Regions from separate parts of the Gossypium hirsutum genome. Here region 2 is linked to region 1. The links are chromatin contacts, called in public Hi-C maps. All regions are on one chromosome and are shown on one strand. The core of a region is the stretch at or near the end of the contact, and the rest is flanking DNA. Distances in the headings are between cores, read along the strand shown. Region 1 holds the start of LOC107963840 (6-phosphofructo-2-kinase/fructose-2,6-bisphosphatase). Region 2 holds the start of LOC107963835 (E3 ubiquitin-protein ligase RZFP34).

Region 1 (3,468 bases), core at 417-2,916:
CCCCAGAAGAGGTTAGAGACCGTGGATTTTCTGCCAAGTTGGCTGCATAAACGAGCCCTGAGTTTGCAGAAGTGGATGGAGCAGGTACAACATAATGTTCAAGGTCAAGCTCCAAACTAGCAGAAGAGCCGTTCTGTACAGTAAAACAAAGGAATTTTACATTCAAGTACCTTAACAAACATAAGGCTCAAGAATCAAGGCAAAGCTCCAATCAGCTGTAGAGCTGATAATTCAGAAATGATAATTTACACATGAACCCATCTTTTCAATACATACCGCAGGTTGAAAAGCACTTTTCTCTTAAAAATAAAAGATTGAGAGAACATGGACCAAATAGGACATACCTCATGACCTGTCTCTGGAGCTGCATTGATGCTAACATCAGGAATGCCACGAACAGTCGAAGGCCGGAGATTATCTTGATAAGCTCTCCAACTTGCCGCAAGATCAAAGGGTGATACCCTGTCTGCTTTAATGAACACCCGATACTCAAGAACCTCCTCATTATCTAGCTTAAATAGTGCCAGTCTAGCATGTCTAGCATCCCCTTGTAAAGTACCCCCAGTAAGCAACCGGTTTGGACCCTCCTCGACAATACAAGGCATGTAACCATGCTTAGGCTTCAACAAGAACTTGAAATCCAAAGTTTCTAAATTTAAACAGGTAAAACACACAAATAAGTAGAAAACTCCAATGAATTCCTAAGATTCACTTTAGCTACTATTTTTGAATCCAACAAAAATAAAAAAAATAAAAATAGAAGTAGCAAAAGCAGAAACCCAAACAGAGCCTTAAAATTTTACATCAGAAACCCCAAAGGTAATCTCTAAATTTGGAAACCTGATTCTTAAAAACGTAGAGGACTAGTAGACTATACAGTATTAATTCAATAGTGCAATGGAGTTTTTTTCAGCTTCAATAAAAAATTTAATGATAACATCTTCTAAAAAGTTGGTAAGTTAAAGGATAATCTTAATTTTCCCAACACCCATATTCTATTTAGTTTTCCCAGTAACCAAACAAAACCATATCCAAAAATGAAAGAACAGAAAAAAAAAAAAGAGTAGCAACCCTAGCAACACACTTTACCATGATTAGGAGGAACAACGAAGCTCAGCTCCCACATCGAAGCCGATTCTCGCTCCATTGAAAGCTATCACCATTTAAAAAAAAAACAAAATTACAATTACATAACTAAAAATTAATTCAAAAAAAATGAAACTAGAGAGAGAGAGAGAGATTACAGCTTTGGTTGAATCCCAAGAACCAACCAGAGGAACAGAGCCATAAATATGAGGGATAAGGTCTCCTTTCTTCTTGTAATTCTCCATCTTCAACGAAACGTAGAGTTGGCCACCGGCTTGGTCAAGGCTCTCCTCTCGTTCTTCACCTCCATGCAACCCTCCATCGGCGTTCCTCGATGTTCCCGTCCCCATTCAATTCGCCTCTCTCTTTTCTTATTCCAATAATTAAAAATTTTTAATAGATGTAAGCGGCACTTCAAAATTTAGGTTCAGCTGCTTTCATGGTTGAGTAAATACTGAAGGAAGTATATTCCTAGTTTTTCTTTTTTTTCTTATTTTTATTGTTTGGATGGATAAGAAAGAAGATTGAATCCAGAGATTTATATTTATTATTATAAGAAAATAAAATGGAGAGTCCAGAATTGTTTGTCTGCATTCATCACTTTTGGCATTTTCTTTTTCATTTTTTTTATAAATTTCCTAATTTTATTTTTTTATTATATTTTAAATTGTTGTCTATATATATTTTTATTTAGATTAATAACTGAATTTAATTTTCATCACATATTTTAGTGTTTTGTCTGATATTGATATTTATTATTACTAGAGGCGTTCATACACCGAGTTAGGTCCAATCAAAATTTTAGGCTCATTTGTTAGATTTGGGCTTGATCCGAATAAAATCCGGGCTCATCCCGGTCAGTATTAAATTTTTATATATAAAATTTTAAAAAATTATATAATATATTAAAAATACTAAAAACATTAAAATCAATATTTCTCAACAAATTGAAAATAAATTTAATTAAGTAAATACCTCTGAAATAGTAATAAAATTAATAATAAAATAAGAGTTATACAATAATCATAAAATAGTAACAACATAATAGTGAAATGGTAGTAAAATAGTGGAAAAAAATAGTAAAAAAAATTTAAAAAAATTATAGTTTTTTACATATTTAGGTCGGGTCAGGCCAAAAAAGCTTTACTCGAGGCCTAGCCCGTCTAAATAGGCCTTTTTTTTTCCAAACTCATTTTTCAGACCTATAATTTTTATTAGAACCCTCTCACTTTTTGAATAGACCTTCGAGAAGACTAAATTATCCGACTCATAAATAAGATCTAATTGTAACTCTATTAAAATTAGATAACATGGACAACGGGTTTATAAAAGTTACACATGTGGCACATTATTTGTTAATGCAATTGTGACAATTAACACCATGATTGGTTAACATCGTCCAATTTCAGATACTAATCTAAATAAATATATATATTAATTTTAACATTAAAGCCAATTTTATAAATTAAAAAAAACCTATTTACCCTTTTAATTCATAATATAACATATACATTTTGATTTTATATAAACATTTAATTTTAATTTTAATTTACTTTTCGCAAACAAATGAGAGCGTTATTGTTATGACATTATTTCAATTTATTGTATACTTTTGTACGTAAGGATTATCGTGCGTAAGCCTACAATTATTGTGTAAACACGTTCTAAATATGTTCGACCCTCAAAAAATACAACCAAGCCATTTGCCTAAAATTGGGTTTGGTTCCTTGATCAGTTTCGAAAGTTTCACTCATGTGAAAGGATTTGAATAAAAATATAGGCTCGAAAAATAAATTTTGATAAAAAATTAATGTTTATTTTTTAAACGAATCGAGCCTCGAGTAAGATTTTTTAAGCTCGACCCAACTCAAATTAGCCTAAACTTTCTTTTCTGTTATTTTTTGTTGTCATTTTATTATTTTATTGTTATGATTTGAATATTGTATAACTATTATTTTATGGTTAAATTTGTTACTATTTTAGAGGTATTTATTTGTTAAGTTGCAACTAACTTAGTGTTTTTCTTCCCAACATTTATTTTTGTATTTGATATATTATATTTTTTAAATTTACTTTTATATATAAAAAATTAATACAAACTAGCCGGATTAGGCTCGAGTTTAATATTTTTAATCTAAATCAAACTTGAGCAAAATTTTAGATCCATTTTCAGATCGAGCCAAGCTCAAGCCTAAAAATAAATCTAAAATTTTACATTGACCCGATCTGAATCCGATTCAACCCAATCTATAATCAAATCTAACCGTGTCTATATAATAAGAATCACATTTTCCTAATTTTTCAAAAGGAAAATATTTACTAGGATGGTCCTAACCTTTGAAGCAAAAAATCTAATCACGAATACAATTTGATAATTACATT
Region 2 (3,468 bases), core at 267-2,766, 140 kb after region 1:
GTATGTATTTTTTAAATTATTTTTTGAAATTTTTTAAAAGTAGAACTAAGTTTTTAACTTTTTTTTTTAAATTTTGAAAATTTTAAAATTTTTATTTTTAATTTTTTCTATAATTTGTATTTTATTTTTAAAATGTTTAAATATTTTTATATTTTTTTAGATTTTTTAGATTTAGAATTTTCTAATATATATTAGTTAAATGTTGTTAAACTCCATGGGCTAAAATGGAGGACAAAATGAATTTTAAGTACCAAAATGTGTAAAAAAATAGGTACTAAAGTGAAAAAATTGATATAATTTAGAGGTAAAATAGTGAACATAATCTTTTTTTAATAGAAAAATAAGGATTTAATTTTTAATTTTATAAATATAGAGACTAAATCTTGAATTTATAAGTTTATAGATATTCATAAAATTTTATTTTAAATAAAAAATTATTGCGTTTAGTGTTTGAAAATAAATAATATAATTTAAATAAATAATTAATCTTTGTTAAATGAAATAAATTTTGATTGTTCAAATTCCTTTATTTTTATCTAAAATAAACTAAGAGCAAATATTTGGTAGGAGTTTTAGATTTTATAAGTAAGATCAAGAGGTTGACAAATGTCTCATGAAAATTTAGTAAAATATTAAAAAATATTTTTTAAAAAAGACGTAAGACTTTTTTAAAACTACTCGTGGAATAAAAAATATATATTATCAATGTACCAAATGTTAACCCGTAAATTAATAGTAGGTGGAGTGTGTTATATACTAGGATTTTGAATTATTTCTTATAAATATTTCAACTTTACAAAAGTAATTGGTCCAATTTTAGTTGGTGTCTTTGCCATACTTAAAATTGAAATTTAGTTGTTATATTTTATTTTTCGCATAACCAATCAATGTTAAGTCTAATGGTATGACAAATTGCACTTTTAAGGGGAAAGACGTGTATAAATCTTAAAAATAACATTATTAGAGGGGTAGCCATGAACACTGAACACATTGAAAAATGGACATAAAAAGTATCAAAAAAATTTATTTTAGCATAATTTAATATTTTATTTTTACAATGTTAACACATTAAACATTTCGATTAAAATATTTTGGCATAATTTAAAGCACTCGTTCCAACACAAAAATATTCACAACACAAGAAGTTGTAAAAGGGGTTTTTTGGGAAAAAAAATTACCAACATTTTAATTGAAACAATTAATAGTGTTTATTAAAGTTGAGGGATGAAATTATGTTAAATTAAGTTAATATGAATTAAATTTCAAATTTAAGCAAAGAAAAGGGACCAAAACCACAATTTAATCAAAATAATTTCCATGATAAAAATACTATTTTCTGTAATTGAGGATAGTAGCGCGTGATACCATTTATGTGGCGCTTGTGATAGAAAACATTCATTTCAACCATAAAAGTTTCATCCCAAAACTACCCTTAGAGGGAACCACTAATTTTGAGTGGGAACTAAAAACAAAATATTGAACTTAAATGTAATTTACTAACCTTCCTTTTTGCCGTTGTTTTCCCGCCTGCCGCTTTTCCTTTCATTTTATAAAAACCATGGGAAACTTCCCCGTAACTCCGAACTCGGAATCCGGAACCCAACTCACTCTTAACTCGTCGAATGAGTTAGCACTATCAGCTTGTTGATTCAGAATAGAAGCTTTCTTTGGGTTATCCTAATATAAGATCGCGTTAATACCGGGTACGTTATCGAGAAAAAAATCACAGATATATAAGACAGTTTCTAATTATAGTGATTTAATGACTCGATACACACTAATATCTCCATCATCTGTTTGATTAATTGCCTCACCTGGTAAAGCTCTTGTTTGTATCTGAGTCAGCTCATTTCAAATCCACCCATATAAAAACCTTTGATTTTTCCCAAATAGTTTGTTCTAAAGAAAGCGTTGGATATTTTGTTTGGGTTTGGGTTTTTTTTTTCCAGAGTATGGAAGGTGTATGTGAGACAAAGTCATGTACAACTGAGTTGAAATCTGTTGAATTTGGGAATCATGAAAATGGTTCTTTGATGGAGACTGGATTAGGGAATTATGGGTAACATCACGTTTTCTTTGCTTTTCAATTAATCTTCCGGTTTTTTTTTTTTTTGGTTTGATTGATTGATTGATTTGGTGATATATAATTTGTGGGTTGTTTTCTCTTTTTCTCATCGGTGTATATAATTAGGTGTTCACATTATAGAAGAAGATGTAAGATCAGAGCACCTTGTTGCAATGAGGTTTTTTATTGCAGACATTGCCATAATGAATCTAAGGTAACCCGTATTTTCTTAAAGAAAAAAGTGTTGATATTTATGGGGTTAATAATTAGCTTTTAGCTGATCCTTCTTTTTGTTTTCTGGAAAAAAAAAAAAGAATTCCCCGGAATCTAGTCCTCTTAAGCAGCATGACATTCCACGCCATGAAGTTGAAAAGGTTTGTTTATATATATGTATATCTGTATATAAATTGTGCTCCTTTGGAATGGCTTGTTTACTGATATGTCAAATAGTTATACATGATGGCAATGTGGAAGGGATTGCTGTAGAAATTAATTAATGAGATAACTCTAATATTACCCTGCTAAGAGTTCCTTTTGTTTCCATATCTAAGGGCAAAAATTAACACAAAAAAGGAAAAGAGAAATAGGACAGCAAATATGTAGTTATCAAATTGAATTCTTGCCTACGCTTTTTTCATTTTGGTGGTTCTTTTTTCATGCCCTTTTTGAGTGACAAAAAGCAAGTACGTAACTACAAAGAATCTGAAGGAGTTAACAATTATCATTATCTCCTTTATAAGTTTGTTGTATCCTTAACAATATGTTTGGTTCTTAAATTTATGTGACAAATATCTTTGCTTTGTGACTTACATTTAATCTCCAATAAAGCAAATCCTTAATTTGTTAGAAAGCTTATAATTATTTCTTTAGATTCTCATTTAAGATTTGTCGAACTTTCTTATTTGTCAATTTCAGGTCATCTGCTCCCTATGTGACACAGAACAAGATGTGAGTGATCCCCTAAACATTGAGATTAAAGTAATATCATTTTCTGTTAAAACCTGAAACACAAATCATTGTTGTTGTAATCTTTTCTTTTATCCGTTCAGGTACAACAGTATTGCATCAATTGTGGAGTCTGTATGGGGAAGTACTTCTGTGGTAAATGTAAATTCTTTGATGATGATGTAAGTCTTTTCTTTCGTTTCTTTGCTGTGAATCTGGCTTGAAAATCTTTAAATGATCGCTTATGTCATAAACTGTCGCATTGATCAGGTTTCTAAAAACCAATATCACTGTGTTGAATGTGGCATATGCAGGTAATTTTTTAGTTATTCTCAAACCTATAGTCTCTACGGAAACCATCTTCTGGATCAGGTTCAGTCTATAACTTGATCATTTCGTGTATCTCATAATCTCTTCCGTGCCTGTTTTGCAGAACCGGAGGCAAGGAGAACTTCTTT

What was found. Hi-C and Micro-C count contacts between places; a contact is called where the count stands out from the background.
Region 2: a Hi-C map of leaf shows a contact between it and region 1, with 2.3 times the contacts expected there. The contact joins the promoter of LOC107963835 here to the promoter of LOC107963840 in region 1. A contact is called at or near these places in 3 of 34 Hi-C or Micro-C datasets (all in leaf).

Annotation. Positions count from the first base shown.
Region 1 is chrA03:5,379,979-5,383,446 of Gossypium_hirsutum_v2.1, forward strand. It overlaps LOC107963840 (6-phosphofructo-2-kinase/fructose-2,6-bisphosphatase), which reads right to left and starts at 1,667. Exons shown (of 23, transcript XM_016900336.2): 1 at 1,245-1,667; 2 at 1,090-1,153; 3 at 345-649; 4 at 1-133. The coding sequence starts at 1,436.
Region 2 is chrA03:5,519,467-5,522,934 of Gossypium_hirsutum_v2.1, forward strand. It overlaps LOC107963835 (E3 ubiquitin-protein ligase RZFP34), which reads left to right and starts at 1,517. Exons shown (of 12, transcript XM_016900331.2): 1 at 1,517-1,703; 2 at 1,950-2,059; 3 at 2,192-2,279; 4 at 2,380-2,439; 5 at 2,981-3,013; 6 at 3,115-3,192; 7 at 3,281-3,324; 8 at 3,444-3,468. The coding sequence starts at 1,953.